Regions from separate parts of the Rattus norvegicus genome. Here region 1 is linked to region 2. Evidence: chromatin contacts called from public Hi-C data. All regions are on one chromosome and are shown on one strand. Each heading gives the region's core, a stretch centred on a gene start, on an enhancer-like site or on the middle of the called end of the contact. The rest is flanking DNA. Distances are from core to core; before and after follow the strand shown.

The links. A called contact is a pair of places that touch in the nucleus more often than the background predicts.
Region 1: a Hi-C map of the A7r5 cell line shows a contact between it and region 2, with 2.7 times the contacts expected there. The contact joins the promoter of Golga5 here to the enhancer-like site in region 2. A contact is called at or near these places in 2 of 12 Hi-C or Micro-C datasets (the A7r5 cell line and mammary epithelial cells).

Annotation. Positions count from the first base shown.
Region 1 is chr6:127,375,931-127,379,110 of GRCr8, forward strand. Golga5 (golgin A5) reads left to right here and starts at 1,314. Exons shown (of 13, transcript NM_001033065.2): 1 at 1,314-1,532.
Region 2 is chr6:127,187,399-127,190,503 of GRCr8, forward strand. No RefSeq gene overlaps it. Among named protein-coding and RNA genes, the nearest start is that of Rin3, 7.7 kb to the right of the region's middle. Within about 2 kb of position 1,538, at least 17 of the 93 cell types and tissues checked have an H3K27ac peak or open chromatin away from gene starts, as enhancers often do. A contact at or near this core is called in the A7r5 cell line, where this site is marked.

The DNA of each region.
Region 1 (3,180 bases), core at 64-2,563, 190 kb after region 2:
CCACACAATAAGAGCACTCCTTAAAGCATTGTGAGAATGAAGCTCAGGGATCCTGAAAACTGTTCTCCACTTAATAATGGCTCGAAGACCACAGCAACAGTGATTTTCTCCTTTTGCTGTGAGTTATTCTCATTACTGGACTGGATTAACCCGACTTAATAGGAAGAAAATGGTTTGTAATTATTCCCAATATTTAATGTGGGGACAATAAAACATTGAGTCTAGGAGGGGCACAGACTTTGGAGTGAGATGGACCCCTCTTTTAAGGGCAGATAATATTGGAAAGATTATTTAACATTTTTTAAATCTTAGTTTCCTCAATGCCCAAAAGCACTTACTTGAGAATTTATCAAAGGCTTTTCATGAGGGCCAAATTAGCCTGGTCTTGTTCACCCAGTAGATGTGGCATTCGATGAATTATTGAATGCAGATTTTATTTTTTTTTCTTTTTTCTTTTTTTTTTCGGAGCTGGGGACCGAACCCAGGGCCTTGCGCTTCCTAGGTAAGCGCTCTACCACTGAGCTAAATCCCCAGCCCCGCAGATTTTATTTTTAAACACCCATTTCAAAAAGTCTGTGAACTGTACACAAAAGATAACTATAGTAGTATCGAACAATGGTCTCAGTCCAGGATATCTTTTCTACCAGGAACCCTCACAGCCTGATTTATTTTTGTGCCTCTGAACACTTCTCCATGTTTTTCTGGATTTACAACCTTGGTAAATGGTCTGAACTATTGTTCTTTCATTGGTTTAGGCAAAAATCTATCTCTCTTGCTTGAAAGCAAGCTCCACAAAATCAGGGGTCCGGTTTTCTTTTTTAAATTGTGTTCTTTTTGTTTTGTTTATTTTTTTATTAAATTATTTTACTTATTTACATTCCAAATGTTACATCACCACCACCACCCCTTTCTGGTTCCCCCCTTCCCGAGTTCTTCACCCCATCCCTTTAAATTGTTTTGTTAGTTAAAGTGTGTATGTGAGTGTGTGTTCTGTGGGCACGCTTTGTGGATGAACTCAGGCCGTCTGTCCTGGCTATTTATTCTATTTACTTTATTTTCTGAACCATCCCAGGCCTGGGGATTACAGTTGCATGCTCTACCTCGAAATTCTCAGGAGGACAACTTTGAAAGGGAGGAGGAGCTCAGAGGCTCATGCCCCGCCCAGTTTGGGTTGGACCTCCCATGTCATTCACAGGACCATGCCCCCGTTGTAGGCGTGCCCCGCAATGTTGTGGCAGCCGCGTGCGGGCGGTGTTACGTCACACGCACGCTGGCGGGGCGCCCGGGTCCGCGGCCGACGGAAGTGGGGCGTGGCCAGGCGCTAGGGCCCCGCGGCCGCCGGCGCCGCCGCCTGAGTGACCTGCTAGGCGGCCAGCGGCACTCAGCTATCCGCCGCTCAGGCAGCTGAGCGGCCACTCTGTTTTGAGGTCCTCGCCGCCCTTCCACGTCTCCCGGAAGAGCTAGCCGGCAGGTCCGGGAGCAGCCGGCTGCTGTGGCGGCCCGGGTGGGTGACGAGGCCGCGGCGTCCTCAGGTGAGGCGCGACTAGGCCGCGGGCGGGACGGCTTGGCCTGTGGGACCCGGTCTCCGCCTTTCCCGAGCGCTGTCGAGCTCGTCTTCGCTCAGGGCTAACGAAGGGGACGCCACAGCCCCGTAGGCTCTGGACACCGGGGTTGACCTGCCCTCCACCCCGACTCTGCTCCGGGGGCGCAGTGCGGTGTGTTCTCGCCTCCCGGGCACCCGTGGTCACACCGCCCGGCCTGGCGGCTGACCCCTGACCCCGCCTCTGTTTGACATCTGACCTCCCGGTGGCTTTGCACCACGGGAAGTCCCCTCTTGGAGTCTGTCACTGAGACATGAGTTCAGGCCCCAGCTCAGTGTCTACACGCCATGTGAAGGATGTGTTTTAAAGCCCCGTTAACTTTCAGATGGAAGGCAAGACATTAATTGTCTTTGGGCTTTTTTATTAGGAGAGCCAATTTTCTCTCGCTCATCACCATTTTTTACATTACACCTATATGGCCTTTTATAAGTCAGAATGCATGTTACATTGCTGTTTTCGTTTGATTTCTCATAAACTGAAACACACACCTAATGGGTTTCCTAAAGAGTGTGTTTAAACAGTTTATTCCGGACGAGGTTAGATGCGGAGAGGAAGAGGTTAAAAGATGGGTTTGCCACTAGACTTCTAGACTTAGATTCCAGCGTCTGAGGTGCCATCTAAGTTCTGGGATCTTTCTAAACAATATGCATGTTTGTTAGTTCCTAAAGGGCATTGCAATTTACCACATATTGTAGCTGAGAATGTATTTCGTGATACTGTTTGCACAACACCTGACGTAGGGATGAATTGCTTCAGTAGTGTTTCCAGAAGTGCCAGTGTGGGCTGGATTCGGAATTCATCAGTGAGCAACCAATGCATTGTTTACCCACCCACTCCCCTTTCTCCAGCCAAGAGAGACAGTTTTAAAACAACAGTGAGAACAACCCGAAGCAGTGTAAGGCAAAAGAAGGGCCAAAAGACCTAGCATGGATGGGAAGGAGGAACAACTCTGATGTCAATTTAGTGAAGAAAGCCTAAGCATTGGCTACATAACAGTTCCAAGCTGAAGGAATGCTGTCCATATTCAACCAACATTGTCCACTTTGTAGCTTACTTGTTTTACTTCATTGCCTTGACTTACGTGGCAACCTGTAAGGTGCGTGTATGTGTTGGTTGAATACATAGTTTATACAGCCATTTTTTTTTTAAATTGAACTCGCTCAACATGCACATGGTAGGTACTAAGTATTTAGGTTTCTGAAAATATACTTTGACCTACCTATGCTGCATAAGTAGATCATAGGAGTGCTTCACTTTAGCTGTAATAATCAAGTGGGGTTTTTTGTTTTGTTTTTCTGTTTTTCTTTTCCCAAGTTCAAATTTCAGAGACTTTTTATGTAGTTATGCTGAATTTTGCCAAGCAATTTTTTTTTTTTTTTTTTTTTTTTGCTATTTGAGTCCTGTATGAATTTGTTATGACATCCATGAAAAAGTATCGTAGGCCGGAAGGAAAATCAGTAGAAATTGATTTTTCTCACAGTTCTAAGTCCACAGTGAAGTATTACCTAGGTTGATTTGTTTATATCATCATCATCATCATCATCATTTTATTTACTAGTTGTGTGTGTACTTGCAAATG
Region 2 (3,105 bases), core at 288-2,787:
AGGTCAGCATGGGGGAAATAGGGAGACAAATAAACAAAAAAACTACTCTGGGAAACCCCCAACTGTGACTGAAACAGGGTGAAAGTTTGCTCTTGTCCATGTAGATGAGGAAGTCCATTACACTCTGTGATACCAGTACTCGGTATCCTTCTAGGCTGCTTTGGCTCCCTCACTGTCCAAAATGGTTCCCTGACTTCATGACCACAACCTCAGGAGCAACCCTGAGTCAGGACCAACCAATTGAGCTGCTCCCAAACTCCCAAATTTTGAGTTCAAGGGCTGATGCTTCATATCTTACAGCACTTGGATCATAAACAAGACCTTAAACTCAAGGTGAAACTGGGCTCCATAGCAATGCCCTGTCTCAAAAAAAAAAAAAAAAGACATAGGTTGATCCTGGTCCAAAAGATATTTAATGGTGGGAAAATATTACTTAAACCTGTTATATTTGGAGGTAATTTTTTTATCTGCCAGTGTTACTAACTAACTATATACAGTGTTTCCACCATGTGGAACCCAGGAGTATCTGGATACATGAGAAAGAGATAAAGATGGGGTACACAAGTTCTGAGGGAGGAGAAAGGAACCTTGTCCCCTGTGTCCTGTCCTGTGTCAGCAGTAATGACACAGCCCAGAACTGTGTAGACACTGCCAAGGCCAGCATCCTCAGAGTTCTGTTTTAGAGACTGCTAAACAGGTCAAGAAGGTTCCTTGACTTTCCCACAGAAAACAATGTTAGAATGATCCCAGTATTAAGTAAAGTTAAAGTTTATTAAAAAAAAAAAACAGAAAGAGAAACCCCCAAAGAAAGATCAGGGTACACCCAAGGGCACCGGTGTGGTTTCTCAAATAAGAGTGGCCTTTAGAAGTGCAAGTGATGACTGCATTCAGGATTTTAGAGGCTTGGGATGCCATTGCCTAGACAGTTTTTAAGAGACCCTCCATTCTTTATATTCATTTATGTATTACTTATTTCCTTGTTTACTTCAGTAAAGCTCCAGGGTGGTTCCAAAGGTGCTACAGATGAGACTAGAATCCGATAAGGTAAAAACAGGAGCCACGAGGGTTGCAAAGGAGCTTAGAGTGCACCCTTTAACTATAAGCTAGGGATATTCCTAGAAAATTGCAGGTTTACAGATGGGAAGGGAGAATAGCCTTAAGGAAAATTAATCATGTTACAATTCTGATTCTCAGCTGGCAAGAGGCTTCAGTCAGACTTCAGCCAAGTTATGTTTCCTTCCCATGTCGTCAGAATTTTCCATCCGTCTCTCCTGACTCCCTGTCCTCAAGCCGGCACGCAGTAGGACTGCAGCCCCTGGCTCACATTGGGAAATCTGCTCTCCAGGGATGAGCGTGGAGGCAGCTTGGAGATGCTGAGCCTGAGCCGCTTAATGTGTAACCACTGGCCTCTTGTCAAAAATGTAACTCTGCTTCCCAGAGGTCACTGTTGCAAATTCTCTTTCCATCCCCTCATTTCCAGGGCTGCCAAGGGGAAGGCCCAGCTGGCCCGGCAGGCAAGAAAGAGCCTGTCTGAGCCTGGAACCGGCAGCTAGTGTTCAGGGCTGAGTCAGTCCACGTTCCTTCTTCTCTGTGACTTTCCTGCCTTGACAGGAGGGGCAAGAAAATAACCGTCCAGAAGAATGACTCTCTGTGCTCAATGCTTTCAAACCACAGTGTCAGCAACTTGACTGACAAAGGTGACTCTGGGCTTTGCCTTTTAATGATAATAAAATACACACTACCTTTCATTATAAATTCCGTGCAGCATTTCTACAAGATGTTTTTGCTGACTTTTTTTTTTGTCAGTCTCTTGTGACTGTAACAAGCCCTTGCAACTGATAAATGACACAAATACTATATATGGACATATTTTTGTTTACTACCAAAGGGAAATCGCAGAGACATAAATCAGAACTTCAGAACTTTATCCCCTGGTCACCAAAAAAAAATTGTTCTGGTTTTTTTGTTTGTTTGTTTGTTTGTTTGTTTTTGTTTGTTTTTACAACATAAGAGCCCAAACTGACACTTTTAAAATCAGCCTCTTTGAAATCTAACCTGCCCACAGTAATCCTGAGTTTAAGCATAGGGTTTGGAGAGTCTAGATGTAGGACTAGCCCTGCAGAAACCACTACCATGGAGCTGATGAGAGAACTCGCTGTGTGAATGTGCCTGCCACCAAGCTGGACAGCCTGAGTCTGATCCCTAGGACCCCCATGGGAGAAAGAGAGAACCAACTGCCACAACGGTCTCCTCACCCCCACACTTGCACCCTGGCTCAAGCATGTCCACACTCACACATACATATCAAACATACAAGATAAGTAAGTGAATAGATAAATAGTGCAAAATAAATCATCTTAAACACCACCATAAGCAAGATATTGAACATTTATCTGAGTAGCCCCACATGTGAACGAAGGCTATGACATAGATGCAGAAGAGATGATGTGTGTGTGCATAGTTCTAGGCTAATATCAGTGTCTTTTTTTATCAGGTTTCATCCCCTGTCAATGCGATTGCGGAAACACACACACACACACACACACACACACACACACACACACACACACATACCCCTCAGGCCAAGTGTGTCTTCTTACTACATCGGGGCTGCCCTCCTAGTCACAGGGTAGTCATGTGACGTCTACCTAACTTTAGTCCATGACAGGAGGAAGACTTTTCCTTTCCTGCAGGACAGACAGACAGACTACATGATTCTGGTTGGCCTCAAGAGTTACCTTGGAGCCATAGGAGAGCTACCCTTAGAGAGGCCGACACCAAGGGGGACAGAACAGGGAGAGGGACCAAATACCAGTAGCTGATGGTTACACCCAACCCCCTGATTCCTTCACATATGGATTCATCCACAACAGGCAACTTCCAAAGATGGCGCTGTCCCATGCCTGCGAAGTCCACTCCCTTCAGTGACCTGATTTGCTTCTGACAATACAAGGTAAGATGTTATCTCTGTAATCGGGTTGTGTAAGACTGGGACTTCTCAGCTTTGATGCAAGAGCCCTCCATCCAAACACACCGAGGAGTATAAGGAGCTGAGGGAAGTGACTAAGGCCCAGGAAGTGACTGAGTCCCTGAACCCTTAAGGGA